2 separate regions of the Hordeum vulgare genome follow, and region 2 is linked to region 1. The links are chromatin contacts, called in public Hi-C maps. All regions are on one chromosome and are shown on one strand. Each heading gives the region's core, a stretch centred on a gene start, on an enhancer-like site or on the middle of the called end of the contact. The rest is flanking DNA. Distances are from core to core; before and after follow the strand shown.

Region 1 (6,668 bases), core at 2,474-4,973:
AAGGGAAGAAACCGCACTCGGCTAAATTTCGTATTTTGGCCCTTTTATGTAAGTTGATCCAGATCTGATCCTAGTTTGTAAAAAAATCGGGATCTTATCCTTTTCTTACCGTCATGAACATTGGTGGTAGGGTATAATAGCCTACCGTCGACGTCCCTAGCGGTAGGAAACTTATCCACATTAGTAGTATGAACCACTACCGTCAAACACGTTCGCGGTTGCCCATACAACCCTACCGCCAAGTGTAAGTGCATCTAGTGCCACTTAGTGATTTTGGTGTATGGAAGACTTATAGGTTAAGAGATTAATGTGTTTGTAAGTGTACACAAGCTCTATAAGTCACTGAGTAGTTTGAGTTATTCAAAGAATATCGACCCCTAAAAATGTATGTCTTCGGCTGAAGACTCTGGTATTTGCTCTGAAGACTTTGGAAGTGAAGAAATTGATGTATCCGTGAAGAAATTGATGCAGGAACTTTGAAACGTGAAGACTTTCATTTTCGTAGTTACATTTTTCTGTATTCTGTGTCATAGGAGCACCATACTGTTAAATGAGGTCGAGGTAAAACTAAGGAAAAATTTCCAAGTGATGTTCATCTCAAAGACTACAGATACAAATCGTTCGAGTGAAGCCTTTAGAAATCTTCAACCGTTTAGTCGACTTCTTCCTGGTCTCTGAGGAATTTGCTCTAACTGAGGAGTTAGGTTATCGCCGGTGTGAATTACCTACCAGTGAGGAACATGAGTGACATGAGACTTTCATAGCTGAAACGTTCCGACCGTGGCTGTGCTACACGCCATCTGTCCCCAACCTTATACACCTAACGGTCATATAATTGAGGCATTTATGTCAATTCATGTCGGGATTGCTCTCCGGCTATAAATAACCACCCTCATATTCACTAGTTGGTTGGTTGTGCCGTGAGAGAAACTGACACTTGTCATTTAAGAGCAACCCATTTGTCGAAGACTTTGAGAGAAATTCATTAGTGAGGAAAAAACCCAAACACCCAAACCAAAACCTCAAACCCCAAATTGATTGAGCATGATTGAAGAGATTGTTCCTGTGTGGAACCGATGCTTGTTACCTTTGAGGACTGTGCATCCTCCACACGGTTAGGCATCATGGTCTAGAGCATCCAACAGTGAATTGTGTATCACCAGGTGACCAAGTTTATGAGGGTTTGGAAGTCTGATTCCAAGACTTACACGAGTGTAGGGTGAGGACAGTGTGTCCTTAGCTCAAGGAAAATATAGTAAGGACTTAGTGTCCTGACCCCTGAGACTGTGTGTCATTTGGTTTAAATACCAAGCCGTTCCAAACCAGACGTACGACTGTTACAGTAGTTGAAACTGGGTCATCAAACCATTGTCTTCATCGAGCACCTGGTTCTAATTTCTCAACCCTTTCATTTCTTCAATTGTATGTTGACAACTTTGATCTTTACCGTTTGAAGAATTTGTCAGACTTTCTAAATTTCATCACCCCAAATTCTTCACTTAACCTATTCTTCACCTGCATGTCCTCAACATGCTACTTGTGCAATCCGAACGTTTCATTTCATTGTGACGACTATGCTATTGTTGTTTTGCACACCTACTTGAGTACTTATTCTGCTACACGCAGTTCGTGGCTAAGGACTTTCCTCACAAGGAATTTCCTCAGTGAGGAATTCATAAAAGTCGGCTATGCACCCCCTCTAGTCGATATAACGCACTTTCACCAAGGACCTCGATGGTAGGTGCGAAGACGCACTGTGTTCGACATTTAAGAAAATTTGCGGTAGGGCGCGTACCCCTACCGCCAAGGACCCTCAAGGTAGGAAAAGGGTTAGATCTTGAAATTTTTACCAACTAAGATCAGATCTAGATCAACTTACATACAAGGGTCAAAACACGAAATTTAGCCACCGCACTCTACTCCACATGGGGCAATGTATATGATGTGAACCAAGAGTTGGAGTATGCGTGTTTCTATTTACTCCTTTTGAGAAGGGCTCGGGTCTAGAATTTGCACGTCGGGCTTTTATAGGCCTGACCCAAGAAATGCCTTGTATAAGACCATCTACAGCTGGACCTCTCATATCCGTCACAGGGTAGGATATCCGGTCAGTGATCAGTCACAAAAACACGACCCAACCGGACCTCTCAAACCCGCCTCATACGCTCGAGGTGACGGGCATCCCTCATATCCAGCCCAAATATAGGATGGATAAGGGGTGCCCCGGTAACACCCGGGCACACCCGCGTGACAGGCCCGACACACCACCGATCCCACTGTTGTCCCAAAAAAAAACCACTTCGAGCGCCTCGCTCCGAACTCTAGCTCACTCTCCCTTTCCGAGCCTGATCCTATCGAGTAGAATGTCGCGTGCCGACAGCCGCTATGACGACTCTAACATCGACTCTAACGAGATGGCCCTCCACATCGCCTTGGAGCGGTCCAAGGTGGAGACACGTGATAACCCTGGATCTGGAGCTACGCCGCCACTCCCAATACGGCGGAGCACGGATGCCGGAGCTGGACCCTCCCGGTCCTCGCGAAGCTCCCAAAGGGATGCACAGTCTGCATCAGCCCCGCACCGTGTCTTCCACGCCCGGTGCTGCTCCACACGGTCAGCGTTGGGTCCTAGTGCCTGCTCTGCCGGCCAGCGCCCGCACGCACACTCCAAAATCGAAGGCGCGCTCCGCCCGCCATGAGAGGCAACGGGGCACTCTATGTGTCGCCACCGCGGGATGCCGACAGAGCCCCACGAGGATGAACGCCTCCTTGCATGGGTGTACCGCTGGTCCCTCACGAGAGCGGAGACAAACGCTCGACGCCTCCGACGAAAGAATGTGAAGGCGCTCCGGCTTGCTATTGAGCAGTCGGAGTGCGAGGTGAAGGAGGCAGCGGAGGAGAATGCCCGACTCGCGCAGTCGAAGCGGGAGCAGGACAGGACGGTAGAACGGATGGGGGGCTCATTGTCCTCATCGACGACAAACGACAACAACAGCTCCTCCTGCGACGACCAAGACCCTCCGCCAGCCGCGGACGGCTATAGTTGCGCCGATGATCCAAAGGAAAAAGGTCTAGCGAGGAAGTGATGATATGCCCCTCTCCCCTACGCATCGTTAATATAGTTTTTAGGTCATGATGAACTATGTCCTGCAAACTCGATGATGTTTTGGATGATGATGGATGTCCGTTTGTCGTAAATTTTGTGTTCGTTCGCTTCCGTTTTTTTTTCGATGTTTGATCACATAAATTATTTCGACGTGCATGTGTAGTATGAATATAAGGCACCGGATATGAGATATGTGGATGTGGAGACGAAAACTTAAGACATGAATGATCAGTGTCTGTCGATGCACCAAAAAGCGTCCACGAGACCGGATTTGCAAGATCGGGATGTGGATGCTCTAAGCTTGCTGTGAATTTGGCGATTGCACAGTCAGTCACGTCTCTGAGAAAGGAAAGAAACCCCACTCCAGTCCACATGCGCCGAAGGATATGATATGAACCAAAGACCAAGAAGATGCGTGGTCGATCCTCATCTACTAACTTTGCACAGAGCAGACACGCTGCTAAAAGGAACGACACAGTGTCTCTGGGTCAGACAGGACAGGTGACACCTCATGAGCAGAGAGCGGGAAGAAGACGGCATGGGTTATAGAGGATTATTCCTCCCTCTGCTTTCGCCGTTGTGGTGCCACGCCGTCGCCGCGGCCATGTGCGGCGATCTCGCGGTCTCCTTCTTCCCATACAGACGCTGTACGGGGCCACGCACGCCTCGATCGATCTCCTTGGGGCCGGACGCCGCAGCTTTTGTCTGCCCCGGGCGCGCCTTTCCGGTCGCCGTCGGTGACACCGGTCGACACGATCAACTTCCCGGGATCGACAGAGATCCTGCCTGCCTGCTCCTGCTCCTGCTCGGGGCTCGCCCCCGGCCGGCGTGGCGTGGAAGGTTCGTGCTCGGCTGCCAAATTCTCGCATGACCACTGTTCTCAGTTATCTAGATGCCCATATCGCTAACCAAGGTGGAAAAAGTCTGCCCATGCACACGTTGGTAGCAACTTATTCTCCTACCAGCTCATCTACTCCACGTGTCTAGTACTCCCTCTTTTCTGAATATAAGTTTTTTTAAAGCATCTACAGGACCCATATATCCTCCACAAGCTTTTGAAATGCATGCCCTCCCACTCAGTGAAACTTCATGGGCCAACCTGGCCATGGCTCCCTCAGCTCACAAGAAATTTATATATATTGCTTTGTATTAGGCCTATTTCTCCGTGAAAACTGCTGTAATAGTTATGTCCCTCCCCCCCCCCCCCCCCCCCACCCACACACACACACACACATATTAGGCTAAAGCTCCGCCTTTGCTTCCACTAAAAAAATGATTTAATCAGACCCTTCATTTCCTTTCTAAATGTTTGACTCGCCGGTACTTCTCAAATTCATCTTAAATTAAGAGATGATATAAGAGCTCACGGACGCGTCAGTATAACTTGGCCCCATCCTAGACCATATTTTCTTTTTCCTTATTCAATTTTCTTTCTCTCACTTCTTTTCCATCAATCAAGTTGAAGTCACCGGACATATGAAAAAAAAATGCAGCTACACGGACGAAAAATGTAAGGGTTCAAAACATACACGCTCAGTCACAGACCGGATGCGTTCGTGGGTGTGTAGGGGTTATTTTTGCTAAGTCCCATTGTAGATTATTTTAAAGATTACACTACGAACTACATACATATGTATACAGACATATTTTAAGGTGAAGATTCATTCATTTTGTTTAGTATGTAGTACGTAGTAGAAAAAAGTTAGACTTCATTTAGAAACGGAGAAAGTATTTCTGTTGCACTACTATTTGCATAATGGGTCTGAGTTATCATGTGCATTAGATTATACTTTCTTTATTCATAACTAGCAAAATGGTCCGTGCGTTGCCACGGAAGAAAAAAACAAAATCTTCAATGATGGTGACCATATTACGTTCGCATATCATCGCTTGATTTAAAAAATTTATGTACAAATGCAAGAAAATGTTTCTTTTTTTAAATTTATTAACAAGTTAAAGCAATCTTTACATTTTCAAAAAATATATATCATGGTTGTCAAAAATCTTGGTAACCCAAAGATTTATTCTGAATTTCAAGAATTTTTTTTAAAAAACATACAATAATAATCCGATCCATCCAACAGTTAATTCTTCAAAATTCACACAGGTATATTGTCACAAAGATTTAGAAGCATTAATGTTTAACTACATACATTAGATCATTCATGAACAATTTTACAAATATGGAAACAATTTTAAAATTGAGAACATTTTTTATCATTTACAAACATTTACTAAAAATCGTGAATATTTTTTATATTTCGAACGAGTTTAAATATTTTCTTTTGAATTGGCGACCAACTCAAGAAAAGACGAACATAATTTTTTCTGTTGGAGGATTTTATTTTAAATTCACAAACATTTTTTGAAACGCATGAAGTTTTTTTGAATAAACCAACATTTTTATAAGTCAGTAATATATTTATTAAATTCATGGACATTGTTTTGGAATTTGCAAAAAAATATAAAAATCCGGCGCTTTCTTGAATCCTATTTTTAATTCAAAATAAAAATTCGTCAGCATTTATATTCAAAATACCTATTTTTTAATATGCAAAAGTTTTGTAATTCTAAATTATTTAAATTATAAATAAACAAAAATGGAACAGAAAATTTTAAATAAAAAAAGAAACTATCAAAACAGGCATTAGCTATTTTCCAAATTTTATGACATTTTTTAAATGCATTAACTTATTTTGAATTAGACAGCATTTTCTTAAATACCTTTAATAATTTTTAATACATGAAATTGTATTTGAGATCATGGACTTTTCTAATTGTACAGACATTTTTCTAAAATTGCAAACATTTTATTGTATATGCGAGCATTTTTTACAAAACTCCGACCAGTTTTTGAAGTGACAAACATTTTAGTTTTTTAAATATGTTGATTTATAATTTTCAGTTTATCAAAAATTTAAAGATTATTTGAAGTTTTAAATTATTTAAAATAAAAAAATAAAACAGAACCGAAAATAAATAAATAAACGAAACTAAAAGCAGACGCCTGTGCATGAGCCGACCCATACGTTGTGCTGGATATTCTCCCAACGTGCAGAGCGTAATATAGGAGGTCTTTACATGGGCCGCACAAGTTCAAGATTTTTCGCTTTGTGAAACGTTTTCTATTATTTACCGGTGACATGGTGGGTAATTTATGCAAAATTTAAGGATAATTTCTAAGACGGACGACAAAAACCGTATTTGCTTTATTATTAGAGAAAGAAATATAAGTTTTTTTTAGAGATTTCTTCACACACTACATACAAAGTAAAATAAATAAATTTATACTCTAAAGTATATCTATATACATAAGTCATTTTAACGATTTTACCTTAAACTACATATGTAGTAAAATGAATGAATTTATATTCTACTGTGTATTTATAGATAGTATATAGTGCAATCTTTTAAAAGATCCACATTAAAGAACGGAGGGAATAGTATCTACAATCTACAACCGGACCTAGCTAATCCAGGACTTATATCCACGGATGCGCTGCAAGAAAGAGCCGAGTCACCATTTATTTTGGGTCCTATACAGCTACATACTTTTTTTTAG
Region 2 (6,668 bases), core at 2,414-4,913, 240 kb after region 1:
GCTAAAAGATGCCATGGTATATACTTGTATCTTCTTCCCTAGCAATAGGAATCAGCAGCAACATCAGCAAGTAATTTTACGCCACTAAAATTAACAAGCAGCAAGCCAACATCATCAGCAAGAAATTTTATTCAATAATCAACATTCATAGCAAACACTTTTATCGAACTAGTACATCAGTCCAATACACGTCCATTACGTATATGAATATATCAACGTTACATCAATGCAGGAGCAATACTGAACGACGATACTTCGGGGATACCGATACCACTATTTTTTCTGTTGTTTTTAAATTGAAAAAAAGATACTCCAAGGATACCCATATCGAAACCGTATCTGACATATCGGGGTATCGGCAAGGTACCGAACGACGATACACATATTTCTGAAGTATCGATGCTTCGTAGATTCTTAGTTGGATTTGCCTGTTGGACGGATGTATTCCCTACCGCCTCAAGACCGGCTAGTTGTTGGTCAAACGGCCAGCCGATGCCGGTTGGTCTGTTCTTTTCACCTATGAATCATCGATACGACAGCACTGTTACGACGGTACAGGATACGGCAATTTCTAGAAACACCAATACGACGATACGAAAGTATATATAAATTATAATAAAATAGCATGTAATAAAAACAAACATAATAAAACGTGTCAGAATAGATTAAAATGTTGTAGGCGGTGCATTAGTAAGTTGTAGATGGATTATGGAGCTTAGCGTTTTGGCACAATTCTTCTGGTGGTCTCTGCCAGCAGTTCATGTCCTTTTTCTTTGCGAGCGGATGACCAATCACGAAATTAACACTGTTAGCATATGGTTAATCATTAGTAAAGCGGTAACATTAGCAAGCAACTACAATCTCTACAACCTACTGAGGTGATGTTTCTTTCCAAGGGACTAGACTTTTTTTAGTCCCAGGGACTAAAGAAAAAAGTCTCTTCAAAAGAGTTTTTTTGTAGTCCATTAAAGAAAAGTCCCTTCTGTTTCTTTACCTGCGGACTAAAAGAGACTTTTTAGTCTAGTCCCTGGGTAAAGAAACACCACCTGAATCAAGTAATCAACAATTACAAGGAGCCAACCTGCTTAATCAACTACAATAGCAACCTACTTCATCGCTAATAACCGAAGACAAAAAGATGAATGGATAGATCAACTAAACAGGAGCAAAATTCGCCGGGTCAACTTACTTGCAGGCTAGTGATGCAGGCAACCACGACGGAGTTCATGGACGATGTAGCATGGACGGTGAATAGCACGTATCGGAAAACACAATACTCCGGCGATATCCGCATCGCTACCGTATCAGGCGTATCGGCGTATCGATGAAGGGAAGCTTTTCACATGTTCTGCAAGTAGGGGTGCTTGGTAGCTTTTCACCCTCACTAGCTTGTCTGCAGTCTGCACCATCTACCGGTGCGGTGCATGCATTCTGATTTGACGGACCAAAGCTAAGCCAAGCCAAGCGAAGGGAAGCCATGCATGCTTGCGCAGATGGAAGATACGCATGCATGTACGAAAGCATCGAATCCCATCTACACCAACGAACGGACAAACCATCAACCAACCTCGAACTGCGGACCGCATTGAAACCATCTACGTCTTGCGTTTGACGGCAGCTAGCTAGCGCGATCCGATGGATGGATGGACGGACCGATGCGCCGAAAAGAATCGCGATCTTGACGACCATGACGGATCCACGGACCCATCTTATCTCTACACTCTGAAACGGAAACGGAGGAGGAGAAAGAGATGCTATCCGGCGTCGTCGGGTGGTAACAATCATCGATGCGTGGCAACAGTAGCAGCTCTCATCCTGTAATTCTCCAAGATCTGCATGCCATGAATGATAAACTTTGGCCGAATGTGGTATGATGCATCATTCACATTTCGACAGCAAACGTGACGATCTTGAAGATGGATGCAGGGCAGGCAGGGCTGGTGGGTCGTTGGACCACGTACTCCACGTACGGGACGTTCCCGTCTTTTCTACCAAGTCCTCAATGCAATTGCAAACCAGCCACGCTTGATCTGCCCGATAGATGGCCACACAAGCTCGTCACCACCACGTCCTGAAATTCTCCATGGTTTATCCAATGAAAAACGTCATTTGTCCATGGCGCGTCGGCGCATTCGATGAAGGAGCGATTTTGTGGCCCAGCGTGCTCCCTCACCTGTAGGCCCACTTTATCTTCTCCTGTCTCTTCGTCCTTCATCGTGCATCTCCACGACCTTCCACCTCAACCTCGCACGCTCCCGTCGTTGCCGACGAGCCTCTCTCCTCGAACAGCCATGAATGAGGCACCCACGAGTTTGACCTCTTCCCCTCTTCTATCTCTACCTCTCCACCGCTACTGCAACAGCCCATCCCCGCTACTGCATTCCAAGCTTCAATGGCGGGCTTCTGCAGCCGGCGGCGACGCTACAAGCGACGACCTTTCTTTTGCTTCAACCGAACGGCGCTGTGAAATGAGATGAGGGCAGTGCTACAACCGGCAACGTCGGAAGCTACAACCGGCTTTTGTGAAAGCTACAACCGAAGAGTAGAAAGCTCCAGCTGACCTCAGTGCACCGGAAAAGCTGAAACCAGAGACAAAAAAAAGCTACACCCACCGATGCAAGTGTTGCAACCATTGATAAAAAAGCTTCAAACCTAGATTGAAAAAGTTTTAACCATCTACAAGGGAGGCTTCAACCAGCACTGTCAAGCTGAAAAAGCTACAACCATTACGTAAAAAGCTTCAACCTTAGGTGAAAAAAGTTTCAACCGAAAGATATAGAAAGTTTCAACCAGGTACTGCAAAAGACGAAAAAACTTGCACCGTTTGTGGAGTAAGCTTCAATCGTAGATGAAAAATGCTTCAACCGACACAGTGGACAGCTTCAATTTGCGGAAAATGCTTCAACCGACATGAAAAAGCTTCAACCTGTGTGAGAAAAGCTTCAACAGACACACCAATGGTGCAAGCGACGATGTGGAGAGCTATGTACGGCCGGCAACATGACAGTGCAACGAGGGATGTGCTACGACGATGGTTGCTAGGTGCTGCAACGACAGAGAGCATCGGCGTGCTTCAAGACGACGATGTTTTTGCTACAAGTGGACGACAACTTCCTACTGAATCGACGAGGACGGATCCTGCGACGGCGACCGTCGGCGACGAGACCGACGAGCACAACCAGTGGCACGGGACGGAAGAGGAAGGATGTCCAGGTGAGGGGGTGGTCATCGGCGGCCATGAAGACGTTAAGGAATAGTGCACGCATCGACGTAAGGAAAAAAAAAGACGAGGCAAAAGTCAACATAGACATATCGGATGGCTGAGAGGGCTGCATCGAGCGGTTGGGACGCGACCGGCCCAAGGCACGCGGGCGCCTAGTGCTCGCTTTATCCAATCCGGAAGAAACTACAACTACGACTACGTAAGTACCGCGGCGATGTACGTACGTAGATACATACGCTGATAGCCTAGCGGTGGAATGGACCATTGTACACAGGATTTTTAATTGGACCGGGACAGCGGCGGTGGACCGGATCACCGGCTCCACCAGCTGAATCTCGTACGGACGATATGAAAACGATTGCCGGGTCAATCGGTTCTTCTCCATTCCTCAGCAGAATACGGTGAACCATAGGCCCCGCATGCACATGGGACAAGAAGGAGACTTGTCGTCGGACTCCGGCGTACCCTCAGCTGGATTTGCCTGTTGGACGGGTACGTAGCTACGAAGCACCCATACACCGATGCGGCGACACTGACATGGCGATACAGGTACGGTGATACAAAATATGATAATTTTTAAAAACAACAAACAACGATACGTCAAGTATATACAAATAATAATGAAATAATGTGTAATAAAAACATACATAATAAAATGTATAAGATGATATCAAAATACCGGATCACTGTTTGATTAATTGATTTCATACCTCTGTGTTTCTCATTCTAAAAATCGCACTATCATCAATGGGGTAATACGGCCAATCGGTCATAGACTGCTCCAATCTAATTCAGATTGTAATATATATTAACATGACAACATAAAATCAATAAACCTTTTAGAGTTAAAAATTTGAAATTGTCAAATAACAAACATATATAAAGAGCAACCTTAGATTGCACGAGTTGGTCAAATAATGGAGGGGTATTACTCTTCTTTCAACATTTTAAAAGTCTTTTCTTAATAATGATATAGAGAGCACAATCTTCATTGAGCTTTTTATTCTCATAACAATAAATATATAGAAACTCTCACCTATGAACATGATGATAACTAAGATCAGCAAGCTATACACATCAATAATGCTCAAATGATGATGGAGAAAGTTAAAAGATGCCATGATTTATACTTGTATTTTCTTCCCTAGCAATAGGAGGCGGCAACAACAACAACAAGTAATTTTATGCCACAAAAATCAACAAGCAGCAAGCCAATAGCATCAACAAGCAATTTTATTCAACAAACAACATCTTTAGGAAGCACTTTTATCCAACTACTATATCAGTATAGTACACGTACACTATCTATATGAACAGATCAACGATACATCAAATCATGAGCAATACTCAATGACGATACTTTAAAGATATGCGTATCACCATTTTTTTTAAAATTGAAAAAGGCGATACTTCGGGGATACCCGTATCGAAGACGTATCGGAGTATCGACAAAGTACTGAACGGCGATACATAGATTTCTGAAGTATCGGTGCTTCACAGGTGTGTAGCCTACCGCCTCAAGTCCGGATAGTTGTTGGACTTGGCCGACCTTTGGGGTAGAATTAGGTGGTTTGGTCTCTTTGCAAAAGTTAAGTGCGACTAACCCTGGTTTGAATTTGTTTTCAGAATTTGACATTTTTCCTACCTCGGGATCTATGGCAGTAGGGCATAACTGTCTATCGCCGAGTTCTTTGACGGTAGGACCGTACGTCCTATCATAAAAAATAAAATAAGTATCTTGTAAATGCCTACCGTCAGACACCTTGACGCTAGGGTTGCACATTCTATCGCCGATTTATTTAGTTGTATGTCCGACGTGAATAAGTTGACTACTGCTGGGACCTTGACGGTAAACACTAGACAATTATACCCTATCACCTTTGACCATTATGGTAGGAAAAGAGTCAGATCGTAATTTGTTTTCAACTCGGGGTCAGATCTTCCTTAATTTTTGCAAAAGAGTCAAAACAATGAATTTGACCATGTCTCGGACGTGCATGGCCTAACGTAAAAGTACGGCAAAAGGAATGGCAACTAGGGTAGAAAAATATAGACCCACCATAGCTCCTGTAACTTCGTGGAAAAACATAAACCCGCCACGTCTCTCATCCTTACATGATAGATCTTCCCATCGCCCTCGCCCTCGCCTTCCGTGGTCAATTTCAATGTCGAGAGGCGTGGAAAATCATGGATCTCCGTGCTCGTGTGGAATCTTGGCCTAGTTTGTCAGGTTTTGGTATCATCGTGTCAATTTATCTCGGTGTTGGAGGTGGTTGTGTTTGCGGCTTATCGTTGGGCGTTGTGGCATTGTAACAAACTTGCCACCCAAAAGGTCGTTCCTTCTCACCCGGTTGATTGTGTCGACCAATGTGTTGTGTTCTTCAATCGTGAGTGCATTTTGAAAGGAGAAGGGCAAGGCCCATGCCCATTTCCAGTGGCGGGTTGCGTCCCTCGTAGTATTGGTCCGATTATCGGCGAAGTAGAGTAGGATATAGGACACTAGTCGGCTAAAGAGAGTCGAGCTCTTGCCGTCTCCTATGCGCTACTCTTTCTTGTTGGAGCCAGTAACCCGGACGATGTTGGTGGACGTAAGTCAATGATGGATCCTTCCTGGGAGAAAATGGCGTCCACCATGACGCGATTGCAGCGCCCGCACCCGTGCAACATACGAGGCACCTGAGAGTGTGACTATGCCTATGCAATTTCCACCACCGCGAGGGCCTACGCCGTCCCTCACACCCGCTGCCTCGCACAGCGGGAACGCCGCGCCATGTTAGCGTCCGAGGACTCCCATATGGTGAGTCCTCGCCGCGCCAACGGAGGGATTGCGCACCCGCCATGGCATTCGACAAACTGCACCACCTCCGATGAGGCAGCGACCCCGGATCCAAGCACCGGTTATGCCAATGCAACAGATTCCCGATGTTGTGAGTCTGAGCGCTGCCATGGGAGGCCGACTCCCGGGAGCGACGAAGGCAAGCCGGACGGTTATCTCTTCCTCGGGGCCGCGTGGGATGAGCTCGTGGTTGACAGATCTAGGGTCGGGCATTTACGGTCCCCTTGGGTCAAAATTTCGTGACCGGTCAATGGCCGGGTGGCCTGCCCGGGCGTTTGAGACGAATATGAATGATCCGGCTCTAGATGCTCTAAGGGCATCCTCAAAGAGACCTCAAAACTTATGTATATGCTTGATCAAACATGTTTATTTATTTTTAAAATGCAACGCAGTTCTGTATTGTTATTTGAAGTGATCTGGATGTCCGCTTTTAGTAAATCAAAGACAAACGTGAAGTTATACTAGAGTCCGGACCAGACCTGGCCAAACGGGTCGGCACGACACGGGCACGACACCACCCGTTGTAATCAGGCCTGGCACGACACAACCCGCCCAGGCACGTTTATTAGTCGGTCCGTGCCGTGTCGGCCTGTGGGCTGCGCCTCGAGG

Evidence for each region. Hi-C and Micro-C count contacts between places; a contact is called where the count stands out from the background.
Region 2: a contact with region 1 is called in a Hi-C map of leaf, with 5 times the contacts expected there. The contact joins two enhancer-like sites. A contact is called at or near these places in 2 of 6 Hi-C or Micro-C datasets (leaf and seedling).

The regions. Positions count from the first base shown.
Region 1 is chr3H:599,083,193-599,089,860 of MorexV3_pseudomolecules_assembly, forward strand. No RefSeq gene overlaps it. Among protein-coding and RNA genes, the nearest start is that of LOC123442189, 9.3 kb to the left of the region's middle. Within about 2 kb of position 3,724, at least 3 of the 3 cell types and tissues checked have open chromatin away from gene starts, as enhancers often do. A contact at or near this core is called in leaf and seedling, where this site is marked.
Region 2 is chr3H:599,326,153-599,332,820 of MorexV3_pseudomolecules_assembly, forward strand. No RefSeq gene overlaps it. Among protein-coding and RNA genes, the nearest start is that of LOC123445540, 17 kb to the right of the region's middle. Within about 2 kb of position 3,664, at least 3 of the 3 cell types and tissues checked have open chromatin away from gene starts, as enhancers often do. A contact at or near this core is called in leaf and seedling, where this site is marked.